Regions from separate parts of the Pan troglodytes genome. Here region 1 is linked to region 2. A link is a contact called in public Hi-C data. All regions are on one chromosome and are shown on one strand. Each heading gives the region's core, a stretch centred on a gene start, on an enhancer-like site or on the middle of the called end of the contact. The rest is flanking DNA. Distances are from core to core; before and after follow the strand shown.

Evidence for each region. Hi-C and Micro-C count contacts between places; a contact is called where the count stands out from the background.
Region 1: a contact with region 2 is called in a Hi-C map of induced pluripotent stem cells, with 2.5 times the contacts expected there. The contact joins two enhancer-like sites. A contact is called at or near these places in 2 of 7 Hi-C or Micro-C datasets (both in induced pluripotent stem cells).

The regions. Positions count from the first base shown.
Region 1 is chr6:161,229,890-161,236,718 of NHGRI_mPanTro3-v2.0_pri, reverse strand. No RefSeq gene overlaps it. Among named protein-coding and RNA genes, the nearest start is that of CNTNAP2, 40 kb to the left of the region's middle. Within about 2 kb of position 5,113, at least 2 of the 24 cell types and tissues checked have an H3K27ac peak or open chromatin away from gene starts, as enhancers often do. A contact at or near this core is called in induced pluripotent stem cells, where this site is marked.
Region 2 is chr6:160,157,062-160,164,440 of NHGRI_mPanTro3-v2.0_pri, reverse strand. No RefSeq gene overlaps it. Among named protein-coding and RNA genes, the nearest start is that of TPK1, 200 kb to the right of the region's middle. Within about 2 kb of position 3,125, at least 1 of the 24 cell types and tissues checked has an H3K27ac peak or open chromatin away from gene starts, as enhancers often do. A contact at or near this core is called in induced pluripotent stem cells, where this site is marked.

The sequences.
Region 1 (6,829 bases), core at 3,864-6,363, 1.1 Mb before region 2:
CAGGTTCATTTACAATATTGCAGTCTGGGCTGTCTGGATACTGGATATATCCTGATATAACTATTTATTACATAAGGACTCCTTTTTTTTTTTTTTTTTTTTTTTTTTTTGAGGCAGTGTCTCACTCTGTTGCCCAGGCTGGAGTGCAGTGGCGAGATCTCCGCTCACTGCTGCAACCTCCGGCTCCTGGATTCAAGTGATTCTCCTGTGTCAGCCTCCTGAGTAGCTGGGATTACAGGCATGTGCCACCACACCCAGGTATTTTTTTTATTTTTAGTAGAGATAGGGTTTTGCCATGTTGGCCAGGCTGGTCTCAAACTCCAGACCTCAAGTGATCCACCCACCATGGCTTCCCAAAGTTCTGGGATGACAGGCATGAGCCACCACGTCTGGCCCTGGGACTCCTCTTTTCTATGTAAGTACAGTATCAGGTTAGTAAGAGATGCTAGGCCAAGGTTAACAGCATGTTTACAAATGAGAACTGGTTGAGGTTGCTCATTTCCTAAGCTTCCCCAGTAGGAAAGGAATGAGGCACAGGCCCTTTCCTTTCCAAGTTTCCACACAGTAAATTACCTTCTGTTGATCTATTTATTTTCCTATGAATCTCTATAAACACAGCAGCTGTATATCCTTTTTTGGAAGTGTTGTTCTTACAGGAGTTGATAAGGATTTTATTAAGTTTTTTGAAATATTATAGAACTGCATAATCTTTAAAAAGAGATAGAATGTCCATGACAATGAGTTCTGGTTGAACCTAAGTCTGACTTTAAAATTCATAGTCTACTTGCTTTATCGCAGCAAGCAAATTATTTAAGTTTTCTGACAAGTGGCTACCTCATCTGATAAAAAAAAAGAATAGTAATCATGAGACATAAGTTATACTAAACTGCTTGCAAAGCACAGCAAGTAGCAGGTGCTCAATGAACACTTATTTTCTTTGCCTTTTTGTGAAGTTAATAAGATCTCAGATGTTTCCTCTTTGATTAATGATGTTACACAATTGTCTTGTTATTATATTCACTGTTTAATATTTCTTTCTTATCTCCTTTCCTACTGTTATCGTTTTTCTCCATTACCCTAAATGTGAACACTTTTCCAAGTTACACTCTCGATTCATTTATTGTCTCATTCTACATTCCTTTTTAATACTTTTTAGAGTATGGCAGTTTATTTATTTTGAAACTACACACGTAAATTGAATTATCACTTTTATTTAGATAAAATGGAAACCACAACAAGCAAAAAAGAAATGTTTAAATTAAAAGAAATTCTGTTCATCAGTCATCTCTGACCATACTTTCAAGTTCCATTCTGAGTATGGGAGATTTATATTTTCAATTTTATTCAGTACTTTATCAATAGAAAAGTTTATACATTATAAAAAAAAAAGTCTAAATGCTTCTCATGGAATTTCACTGCTACATTCATTTTTTTGTTCAAAAATATTTGGGTACCTACTATAAGTCCGGTGTTACATGAGGTGCTAAGCAGAAGGAGCATGCTTTCTACTCTCAAAGAGCATATTGACTAAAGAGGCAGAAAGATATTGGTCAAAAGGTTACCCAAAATACAAACTGTAACTATAATAGATCATCCTATAATAGATCATTGCCTTTGCAATGACAGAATGTTAGAATTCATACAGCAAGTTATAGAGACCTAGTCACTTGTCACATTGAGGGAGTGAACTTAGAGTTGAGATCTGAATGGTGAGAACCATTTAATTATGCTATGCAGGTTAATGAGAAGAGAATGACCAGGACAACACTCGCAACTTCCTTTTTTTTTTTTTTTTTTGCATTTTACTATCCGCCTTGACCACTGCCAGCCAAACCCTCATCCTCCCTTATCTGGAAAGAAGAATTAGCCAGTTGTTGAAAAGGAGGAACAAGACGAAAAAATTAAGAGGGTCCCAAGGATTACAGAAGGCATGAATTTATTAATACCACCATTTACTGTCCAGGTAATTTTTATATCCTCACCATTAGAGTCAAAACTTTCATGATTTTGCTCTACTCACCTCTGGTTTTGCATCTCTAACATCTTCAGCTTACTTCCAAACTTTCTCTATGCTCCCTCCACCTTCCCCATGTTTATCTAGAATGGGTTAAAATTCACCCACATCAATTCTTACTAGTTTGCCACCACTTCGCTCTTGGTACAATATATCTTTTGGGAATAGAGGTCCAAGATCATCGAGCATATTTTATTCTTCTTAAAGGAAATATTCCATTCTATCCTTTGCGTATATATAGCAAGTATACAATTTAAAAACGACTGTTCAACATCTTTCTTTCTTCTTATTTTTTGAGATCTTGTGAAACAAGGACCTCATTCATTATTCTTGGCTGAGGAGTTTCTCATAAGCTAATTCACATATACAGTACTTATAAAACAATTATGATTTATCCTTTATCTTCTAAGAGAAGATAAAGACATATTTGATTCTTTAAAGAACATCTATAGATCATACAGGCAGCATGTAAAAGTTAACCCTTGAAGAATCTGCTGCTCTGCACATTTGGTAGTGTTCACGGAAGTCACACACAACTAAGTTAAGTGATTCTTAACTTAATTCTATTGACAATGAGCTTCCAAATAACGATATTTTTGGCTGGCACACCGAAGAAAGACTTAAAAACTTTTGAAGTCATTAGCAAGACAACAGCTCAATCATTATTATAGTGTTAAGTATGCCTCAGTGACTGTAAATCTGTCCACAGATACTTCATTTTGCTTGGGTGCACCATGATGTTGTTGAAGGAGAACTGTTCACTGCAAAATCGCTCACATTTAGTTCTGAGACAAAGCCTGTATATTCCAAGAAGCAAACCTTATACTTTTTAGGAAGAATCCTAGGAATTAAGTGAAATTAACTGCCTTTTCCTCTTGTAAGGACAATATATATAATGTTATTTTTACACTTAACAAGTGCCCAATTTACTTAACCTTCTTCCTTTTACATCCAGCAATTTTCTCTTCTTGCTATTCCTTGTGACATAATCTGTTCCAATAGGTTCAATCGTATCTTTTGTCCACCAGATATGGAACCATGTGTGTCTTTAGCTATTGCAAAGACAATGTTTTCATGTTGATCAAAACAAGGCAACAAGCCCACAAGGATTTTCTCACAGCTTGACAACCACTCATCCAATTTCACCCTTTCATCAGGGTTCAGTTTAAGTCACAATACATCCTGATGCCTTATTATTTCCTCTACATCCCAATAATTTTTTCTTTCTACACCATTTACATTCCATTTGGTCTGTGCTAGTTTATATTATCACTGCTATCTTCCTTCAAATAAGGGAATATTAGTTGTGCTCTTGAACATTTCTCTACTTCTCACAGAGTCAGGCTTCTGATAAATGTCAAATTAAGATATTTAAGCACATTATTGCTTTGTAGTCACTTTTCCCCTATTGCATTAGTGTGTAAAGGACGTTGACATTTCCTTCTCTTGATTAATCCTTCATAGTTACAATTACAAGAGTATTTTATGAAAAGCTGGAGTAGAAATATGCATATGATGTTATTTAGGAGAATGAAAACACTAAATGCCCTTAATGTACACAAAGAGTAAGAAAGGATATTTTTGTGGGCTCCATCTTTTAACAATTATTTTTTTTTTCAAATATAATCTCTTTTTCTCTTATTTACATATACTTTGCAAACTTTGGTCTGTAAAAAATAACACCTAGCCATTTAACATTCTTTCTGATCATTTTATCATAGTGATAGAACCTTACATAATTAATAACCAAACACAAACATCCCTTACTATCCACAATAACAAAATGAATTTTTTTCTTTCATATAAGAGATAGAGACAGAAGCCTTTCATGTATACTGGCTTCAAATACTGTGTTGAAGATGATAGCAAATACAATGGGTCAAGAAACTGCTACAAACTTTGGAAAAAAGTAGGTGAAGTTTTTTCCACTATTGTTTTTATTCTTTTGATAGACTTGTTTACCTAGGAAAATGAGAATAAGTTGATTAATGAATTAACAGGATAAAATATAAATATAAAAATTATAATGCTCCTTAGTTTAAAAATAAAAATTAACAAAATGAAGTAGAAAGAAAATTCCATTTCTAATATTCACAAAATTATAACATAGTTTATCAGGATAAAAGAACACTATTACTTAATCTATAAAGGTTTATGAAAGCAAACAAATAAATGCCCATATGATATTTTTGAAAGTAAAATCCAAAACATGAAAATTTCAACTCTCCCAAATTTAATGTGTTAATTTAACATAATTCCAAGTAGGAAAGGCCATAATTCCAAGTAGGAAAAGCCATTTAGGAAAAGCAAAATTCCTCTGGAATTTGATACAATTATATTAAATATTGTATGGAAAATAAATGCCTAAGAATACACAAGGAAAATTTGAAGACTAGAAATAGAGGTTGTCTAAGCAGATATTAGAACATGTTATAAAGTACTGCAATCAAATCGATATTATCACGTTTGATTTGTTATTATTTGGACATGTAATTTATGATTATTTTAATGTAAGATATTGACAAATGCTTTTTTGGTGATATCTTTATGAGATTCTGGTGTCAGGATTATGCTGGCAAGCCCTACAATAATTTGATAGTTTTCCTCCTTACTCACTTTTTGAAACTGTATGTTCAAAGTTGTTATTATTTATTATTTATATGTTGATTAGGCTTCACCAGTAAAGTCATCTTGAACTGGAGTGTTTGGTTTGAAAAAGTTTTTGATAATTAATTCAATGTTTTTTCATGCAATACGGTTCTCCAGATGTTTTCTGTCACTGTAGGAGGCAGAACTCTAAGATGACTCTGAGATTCTCGCTCCCAAGTGTACAGTCCCTACTTCTTTAAGTGTGAGAAGAATATGTGAGTATAATTGGATATCACTCCTGTTACTATTTTATATGGCAGGAGTGAAATAATTTTACAGATACAATTAAGGCTTTTAATTATTTGACTTTATGATAGTCAAAAGGGAGATTTTCCTAGTGAAATGGGAGAGTTTCCTGATTCCCCTTGCAAGATGTTTGACAGCAGTGTGACTGGCCTGTTTAGTTGCCCCTAAGCTCAAACCACTAGGGGGAGCATGCAGACAGGCAGGTGCAGAGGCCATGGAGAGTGCTTTGGGCTGTCTGTCTTGCAGTAGTGTCTAGGGGTGTGTGCCCACAGCCCCAGCATTACAAAGCTCTTTCAGCTTTGCAGTCCACAGGCAGCTTGAATGTTAATCAGCTCAATGGACCCTCTGTCTTATCGCAGGGGCAGAGGGCCAGTGTGACAGCCTTCAGTATCCTGACCTCTTGCCCAGTGTCCCAGAATCGGATCTCATGCAGGATCAAAGGATGAGTGCAAGGTTTTATTGAGTGCTGGCTCTCAGTGAGATGGATGGGGATCCAGAAGGTGGGGGAGTGGGGGAGATAATCTTCTCCTGGAGTTCAGCTGTTCTTGGCTGAACTCCTCTCAACGTTCAGACTCCTCTTCCCTCCTTCTCTGCCATACCCCCCCGCCCCTCCTGGCTGCTGTCTGTCACTGGGTTCCTCTGCTCCACGTGACATTCAGCCACTTGTGTGTGTGCCTGCTAAGGTCTCGGGTTTATATGGGCACAGGAATGGGGGGAGTGGTGGGCCAGGGTGGTCTTGGAAAATGCAACATTCAGGCATAAAAAACAGGAGTGCCTGTTCTTACTTAGGTCCTTGGTCACAGGCCCTAGGGTGCAGCCCTCGCCAGGGACCCCAACCTTCTCTACCCAGCACTTCCCTGCCCCCTTCCCGTATTACTGGGCTGGGGGTGGGGTGCTGACGTAGTTACATAAACCCTTTAAAAGTGGGACTAGACGACAGAGAAGAAGAAAGCAGAGAGCTTCAATGCATCAGCAGAGCATGGGCACCTACCTGACCTAGGTAATCTGTACCTTGACTCCTGATCCATGGAAATTGTGAAATAAAAGTATGTTGTTTTAAGCCAACAAATTTGTGGTAATTTGTTACACATCAATAGAAAACAAATAAGTGTAAGCAAATTGTGTCTTTTAAAATTTGTGTCCATTTAATCTAAGATGTTGAAATTTTAGTCATAAAATGTTCATATTATTATCCTATGACTCTTAGGTATGTCATGATATTCTGATGCCTATTGCTGATATTCGTAACTGGTCTTTTCCCCTTTTTTCTCTCCTTAATTTTTTTTTTTTCATAATCAGTTTTGCTAGGATTTTGTCAACTTTGTCTTTTCAAATGACCAAATTTGGCTTTGGAAGTTTTTTAAATATTTTGTTCATTTTTTGTTTTATTGATTTCTGTTTTTACCTTTTGTTGTAGGCTGAATGTGTGTGTTCCTCCAAAATGTGTATGTTGAAGTTCTAATGTCTTATGTGATGGTGTTTGGAGGTGAGGCCTTTGGCAGGTAATTAGGATCAGATGAGGCCATGAAGGTGGGGCTCTGTGATAGGATTTGTGTCCCTAGAGGAAGAGATTCCAGGGAGCTTGCCTTCTCCCTCTCTCTCATTTCCGCTGTCTGTGTTCTCATCCAACAAGGAAGGCAGTGTCAGCACACAACAAAATGGTGGGTACCTACAAGCCACTAAACAGCCTTCACCAGGAACCAAATTGGCTGGCACCTTGATGGGGGACTTCCAGGTTCCAGAGCTGTGAGAAATAAATTTCTGTTGTTTAACCCACGCAGTCTACTGTATTTTGTTATGGCAGTCCAAGCTGACTAATACACCTTTATTATTTTCTTCCTTCAGCTAATTTTGAGTTCAATATTCTCTTCTTTTTCAACCTCCATGAGGTTGAAACTTGCATCATTCATTTTGAATCCC
Region 2 (7,379 bases), core at 1,876-4,375:
GGAGGCCATTATCCTAAACACATTAATGCAGAACAGAAAACCAAATACCACACGTTATCACTTTTAAGTGGGAGTTCAATGTTGGGCACTACTCATGGACATAAAGATGGCAACAATAGATACTAGGGACTACTAGTGGAGGGTGAGAGGAACGGAAGACAAGGGTTGAAAAATTATTTATTGGGTACTCAGTACCTGGGTGATGGGATCCGTCGTACTCCAAACTTCGGCATTACACAATATACCATGTAAAAAACCTGCACATGTACTCCTTGAATCTAAAATAAAAGTTGAAATTCTTTTTTAAAAAGAGTCTGTCATCTTTTCTCTCTCTTGTTCTCTTTGCCATGTGACACACCAGGTTCCCTTCACCCTCTGCTATGAGTGTAAACTTTCTGAGGCCCTCACCAGAAGCAGGTACTGGCACCATGCTTCTTGTATAGCCTGCAGAACCATAAGCCAAATAAACCTATTTTCCTTATAAGTATACCCAGCCTCAGGTATTCCTTTATAGTAACACAAAACAGACTGATACGCATTGTACCAACATCCGTTTCCTATTATAGTTTTGATACTGTACTATAACTATATAAGATGGAACCATTAGGGGAAACTGAATGAAAGATACAAGGATCACTCTGTAGTATCTTTGTAATGGCCTGTAATAAAACTCCAAGACTCTAGGTGGAAACAAATATTGTTTTCTCACCACATCATGTTCTCATTACCATGGTACAATTCATTTATACAATTTGAGAATCTATGACCGTAATCTCTATACAGATGCTCCTTGTCTTATGATAGGATTACAGCCCAATAAACTCATCTTAAGTGAAAAATATAAGTTGAAAATGCATTTAATATGCCTAACAAAGTGAACATCCTAACTCAGCCTCACCTACCTTACACATGCTCAGAACACTTACACTAATCTACAACTGGGAAAAAATCACTTCACACACAGACTATTCTATAATAAAGTTATTATTTAAAAATTTGCATTGTCTGGGCACGGTGGCTCATACCTGTAATCCCAGCACTTTGGGAGGACAAGGCAGGTGAATTACATGAGGTCAGGAGTTCGAGACTAGTCTGGCCAACATGGTGAAACCTCTTCTGTACTAAAAATACAAAAATTAGCCAGTTGTGGTGTCCCACGCCTGTAGTCCCAGCTACTGGGGAGGCTGAGGCATGAAAATTGCTTGAACCCACAAGGGGGAGGTTGCAGTGAGCTGAGATCGTGCCACTGCACTCCAGCCTGGGTGACAGAGCGAGACTCTGTATCCAAAACAAAAAACAAAACAAAACAAAACAAAAAACTTTCAATCAAAATTCAAAGCACAATTTCTCAAAATGAATGCTATTTGCACAGCATTATAAATCAAAAAATCACAGGTCATACTATAAGTTGGGGACTATCTTATTCAAATTGCATTTGAAATTTAGTTTGGGTCTAATTTCTAAATTTGTGCCTATTTTTAGATCTATTTTCTTCTTGCTGAAATAACATGCTTTTTTTAATGCTATTAAACTTGAATATCTGTACTCAATAATACGGCATCTTAGAATTTTGCTTTTTTCCCTTTATTACTTGTCATATGCTTTTATTACTTCTTGAAAGATGGTTTTTCTTTGTTATTACTTTGGATTGGAGACTTAAAATGGTGGCAGCAGTTGTTCAGAATAACAACAACATTTTATGTAGAAGTTTCGAATCTTTATTCCATGAAGAAAAGTAATTCTGAAGTTTTAATGAAAAATCTATTAATTATTGCAATTATGTTGTTGTTTGAACCTGCACCACTGGAAAACAATGCATGCTATTCTTCCAAATCACATTTTAATGACTAACAAGTTGACATTTACTAAGATTTTATTGTATTCTAAAAGCATTTAATTTTAAACATGAACTCTATCAACCATGTATTTAATTGATAACTAAAGATATTCCCCAATGTAAAAACTATACTGTTTATAAATGAATGATTCTAAAACTTAAAACTCATTTTCGTAGTAACAATGTTACTTACAATTGATTCACAGATTAATCCATAAAGTCAGATTTAAACCTAGAGGAAATTTAACTACTTGCAGTGCTAGAAATAATGGAAAACAATAATGTAATGTGACATATCTTTAAAATACATTTTTAAAATGTTTGAACCCCTGAAGTCTGTAAGAAGACATTTTCCCTGATATAATCAGGAAAAGAATTTTTTTAAACCATGTGTTCGCTTGCTTGTTTGTTTTACCTCACCTCTGGCATTTTAGAGAGACGCTGGTTTAGTTAGAAGCAAATGAGCAGATTTAAAAAAATCCCAGGGAAATTTCCAAGACTTCTGGGCCCTTTCTAGGTCTTTGAGTAGATGATATTGATTCTTTACTACGATTTTCTTTTTACATATCTAAGCTTCCACGCTTCTTTGTTTTCCATAAAAATGAATTGTCACCAGTACTGTCATGGACCTATCAGCTATGATTAAAGCCTGGTGTCAAAATCTTTCACGAAGATGTATTCAAACAACAAAACAACATGTCCCTCATGTTCTCTCATCTTTGGTTCACTCTCTCAAATTTCTTCTGCTGTTACACTTTGTTAAATTCCGGCCTCAGGCTGACCTGTAACTTGAATGGGACTCAGGGCTTCCACCCACATCCTGCCTTTATGCAAGGTCACGCTGCAAGATCGAAAGGTTGACTTGAATGGTTTCAATTTGATCTCTCTATGCCAATTATGAAATTGTAGGCTCTCAACTTGAAATGCACCCTTCAACATATGCTCTGTGATAGATGATGGAATCCCTTTAAGCTTCTCCCCTTCAAAGTGAGTACAGCATTAAAAGGGTCGAGAGGGAGACTGCAGCAAAAAGGGGCTGTCCTGAAGTCCCTGACTGCAGTGTGTGAATGGATAGTACAGGTTCAAGAACATCTGTGAGCTCTGTATGAGGCACAGGCCCACAGCAGTGCCTCCGCAACCTTGCAGCTCAGGCTGGCATAAGCTTTCCATCGAAACCTGTGTCCCAGAAGCCTCAGGCCTGAATTCCCTCTTCAGCCCCTTCACCTCACCTGTCCTGCCTGTGCCCCCAGGGGTTTCCTATTGAGCCTCTGCTTTCTCTGCAGCCCACACTGCTCTGATCGCCTGCTCTCCGCCTGCCCTGTGGAGGCGGCTTTCTGCTAGCCCAGCTGCTGCAGAACAGCTCCAGCTTGGACAAACCTGGGAACTTTTCTGCGGTCCTAGGATACAGAAGGAGACAAATAAAACAGAAAAAAATAAAGGGGCCTGTAAATCTGCAAAAGTTAATCCTAAAAGTGTTAATGCTCAGATATGCATGCAAATTCATTATTCCATTCCTTTTGCTCAAAAACAAATTGCTCCACCTAGGAATAGAAGACTAAAAGAGGGAGAGTTGCATGGGCTGAGATGAGAGGAAGAACTCGGCTACCCAGAAGACATTAAAATAACTCCTCCAGCAGCTGGTGGAAAGGTGGGGGAGTCCTCTGTTTAAGACAGAAAATGGAAAGGCCTCCACCCAGCATTGATGACTCCCTGGACTTTTGGGGACGTCCTTGAATGAACTGAAACATATATTTATTCGTAAATTTTGTTTTAATGTTCAGACTGCTTGTATATTTTCGAGGAAGGTGTTTGGTCAAATCTGTTGGCCTCATTTAGCATTATTTATCCTGTATAATGTTAATTATATATTCTAACCTCAGGGGAAGCCCAAGATGTTCTTTTTGTTGTACCTCATTTTAGTACCAGAGAAGAAAAAAGATCTCTTATGCATCTCAGAGGCCATACAAAATCCTAATCAGACAACTAATTGGTCAATGATTTTAAAATCAAAGTAATTCCAGCTCCATAAAGAAATTCCTAAATTGCAAATTATCTTAAAAAAAAGAATGATCTGCTTTAGGAAATCCTCAGTTCCCATGGCTAAAGGTGTTCAAGCAAAGACAGATAATCTGGAGAATTATAGGAAGGATACAAACCACACAGGTCTTATCAGCCCACAGGTTCCATGATTCTGAAAGTCAGGGGAATTTAAAATAATCAAAACAAAGTTAATTGAGTTCTATTTTAGTCTATAATTCCAACTTCATGTTTCTGTGGCACAGACATGGGCTCATTTCTTTCTGATTAAGGTAGGCCTAATTGCTCCAAAGTTGCACACAGAGTGTATGTTCAGAAATTCTTAGGTGATTTGAGAAAGCAGCACAACAAAATGATAAACCATCAAGGAATAATGGCCCCTATGTTATGCCATTGACTTCTGAACCTGTGTCATTAATATATTTTTCAGAGTTTATTGATAACTCACCCACCAAACTGTTTACAAAGTATAGCAACTGCATACCCTTAGAACTTCTAATTGCTGTGAGAAGATGTGGTCACAGATTCAGAAGTGACTATTTAATCCACTTCCTTTTGTATCACTTCTCCCTCTGTTGCCATGGGACTGAAGCTTCATGTTCTCCCAGTTCTTAGGCTGACATTTTATCTTTTGGTCTGTTCAAGTGTAGCAAGTTTGTATTCAATTCTGCATGAAATTTAAAACATGTCACCACTCTCCTAGAGACATCTTCTACTGCTTTTATAAATGTGTCCATCTACTGTCCTGAATAGGAGAGCACTAGTTCATCCCTGAATAGATGGTATTAATTCACTAAACCCTAAAGATTTTTGACCTTTTTAAAAACAGATTCCCACTGCACAAGATGTTTTACAAGTGACAAGGACTTCTGTGCATTGAGATGAAATCAGTACCATTTAAATGGAGCATATTTCCTAGGGAGATTGTGGACAACACGGCATTCAAACAATGTATCATGTTAAATCAGAAACATTTTGAATAATTTCAGTTGTGTTTTTTCTGAAAGGAAGTGTAAAAAATGTTATGCCATAAATTGAATCTAAAATCAGCAAAGGGATTAGTAACTTAAGCTGATATTGATATAGTTTAGCTGTGAAGCTGAATAACACTCTTGAGTATGAAGGAAGAATATGCTTAAGCTAGAAAGTAATTAGACAATGAATTATCCAAATTGCTAGGTAGAAATAAGACCTAAAAGTACACGTGATTTAAAGTCAAGAGACTTGAGTTCTATTTCTACTTCTGCCACCTGGTGAAATTTACCTTCCCTACAAATTTTTTCAAAAATAAAATGAGTGGTTTGAATTAGAAAAATCTCTGAAGTCTTCTCTGGATTCCACAATCTATGATTAAGCAGGTCAACACTGCAATAAGTAATAATCTGTGGTACAAATAGATCAAGCAAAGGTTCTACATGTAGTCATTGAAGAAATATTTATTAAGCAAGTATTATATTTAAAAAATTGTAATAGATATTTGAAAAGCAAAGTCTATAGAAGAAAATTTCATTTTGGCATATATGTACAACATCGCAATAGAGGTATCCTGAAGACCCATGAAGATGCAGGTACAGAGTTTAGGAGGAAACTTGGAGCTGGAGCTATGGATTTTTGAGGGGCCAGCATGCACTTCTCTTTAGCCTCCTTTCTTTTGCAATCCAAACACTTTAAAATGTGTGAACAGCCACTGCTAGAGGTGAGCATCAAAGGTCACATTTAGTGAAGTAACTCATCAACCTACGGTCTCGTCTTAGAGCCACTGAGTCTGGATAGCATACACTGTTGCCACTGACTCTTAATTTTCTAATATCAATGACCTTTATTCTACTCTGTCCTGTATTCTCCATGGCTATCAGTCTTATGTCTCTCATTTGAAATGTCTTGCAGTTATTAAAATGATTTCTCAAGAGTATATGCATTTCAGAAAGGAATAATTGTTTTAGTAACCTGAAGGGATTAACTGACAACGGTGGATTGTCAAGCATCAGTGATAAGTCCTTGGAGAGATGTTTCTGTCAGGAGGGTATTACCAAGCCTTAAAATTATATCACCCTGGTGAACATCAACTGTGTCAATGAAAACCATCCTTGATTTGGCATTTGCAAGCTGTAGAAAGTAATTCTGCTCTTGAGATTAACCTGTGCTCTCCTTACATTTCTTAATACTTTTAATTGACAAATCATAGTTTTATACATTCATGGGGTACAATGTAATGTTTTAATATACATATACAACGTGGAATAAATAAATCAAGCTAATTAACATATCCAGCATCTCCCTTATAAGTTTTTCTGTGGTGAGAAATTTGAAATTTACTCTTATTTTGAAATGTATACTACATTATTATGGACTATAGTCACCCTGCTCTACAATCGATCTCAAAACTTATTCCTCCTCTTTGCAACTTTGAACACTTTGATCAACAACTTTCCATTCCTTCTCTTCCCCGCCCCACTCCAGCCTCTGGTAACCATAATTCTACTCTCAACTTCTATGAGTTGAAGTTGCAGTATTTGTCTGAAATAACAAAGTTTCATTCTTTTTTAAGGCTGAATTATATATACACATTTGTATATATATTTACACACATACATATATGTATGTATTATTCCACATTTTCTTATTCATTCATCTGTTGATGGACACTTACATTGATTTCATATCTTGGCTATTGGGAATAATTTGCTGCCATGAAAGTGGGAGTACAGATATCCCCTCAACATATTGATTGCAGTTTCTTTGGATGTATATCCAGAAGTGGGACCGCTAGATCATATGGTAGTTCTATTTTTAGTTTTTTTAAGGAAACTCCATACCATTTTCCATAATGGCTGTATTATTTACATTTTCACCAACAGCGTACAAGAGAGGGTTTCCTTTTCTTCACATCCTTGCTAGCATTTATCTTTCATCTTTTCAACAGTAGCTATTCTAACAGGTAATATTTCATTGTGGTTTTGATTGGCATTTACCTAAAGATTAATGATGCTGAGCATTTTTTCATGAAGCTTTTGGGCACTCGTATGCATTATTTTGAGAAATATTTATGGGTTCCTTTCCATTTTTATTCAGATTTTTTTTGCTGTTGAATTGAGCTCCTTGTAAACTTTAAATATTAATACCTTATCAGATGTATAATTTGCAAATATTTTCTTCCATTCTGTAGATTGTTTTTTTCATTCTGTTAATTGTTTCCTGAGCTGTGCAGAATCTTTTTAGTTTGACATTGTCTCACTTGTCTATTTTTGTTTTGTTTTTGTTGCCTATGTTTTCTGGGTCATATGCAAAAAATCATTGCCAGACCAGACCAATACTGTGGAGCTTTTATACTCTATGTTTTCTTCTAGTAGTCCTATAGTTTCAGTTCTTATATTTCAGTCTATAATCAATTTTGAGTTAATTTTTGTACATGGTGTGAGATAAGGATCTAATTTTGTTCTTCTGCATGTAGATAACCAGTTTTCACCATACCATTTATTGAAGACTATCCTTTCCCCATCGTGGG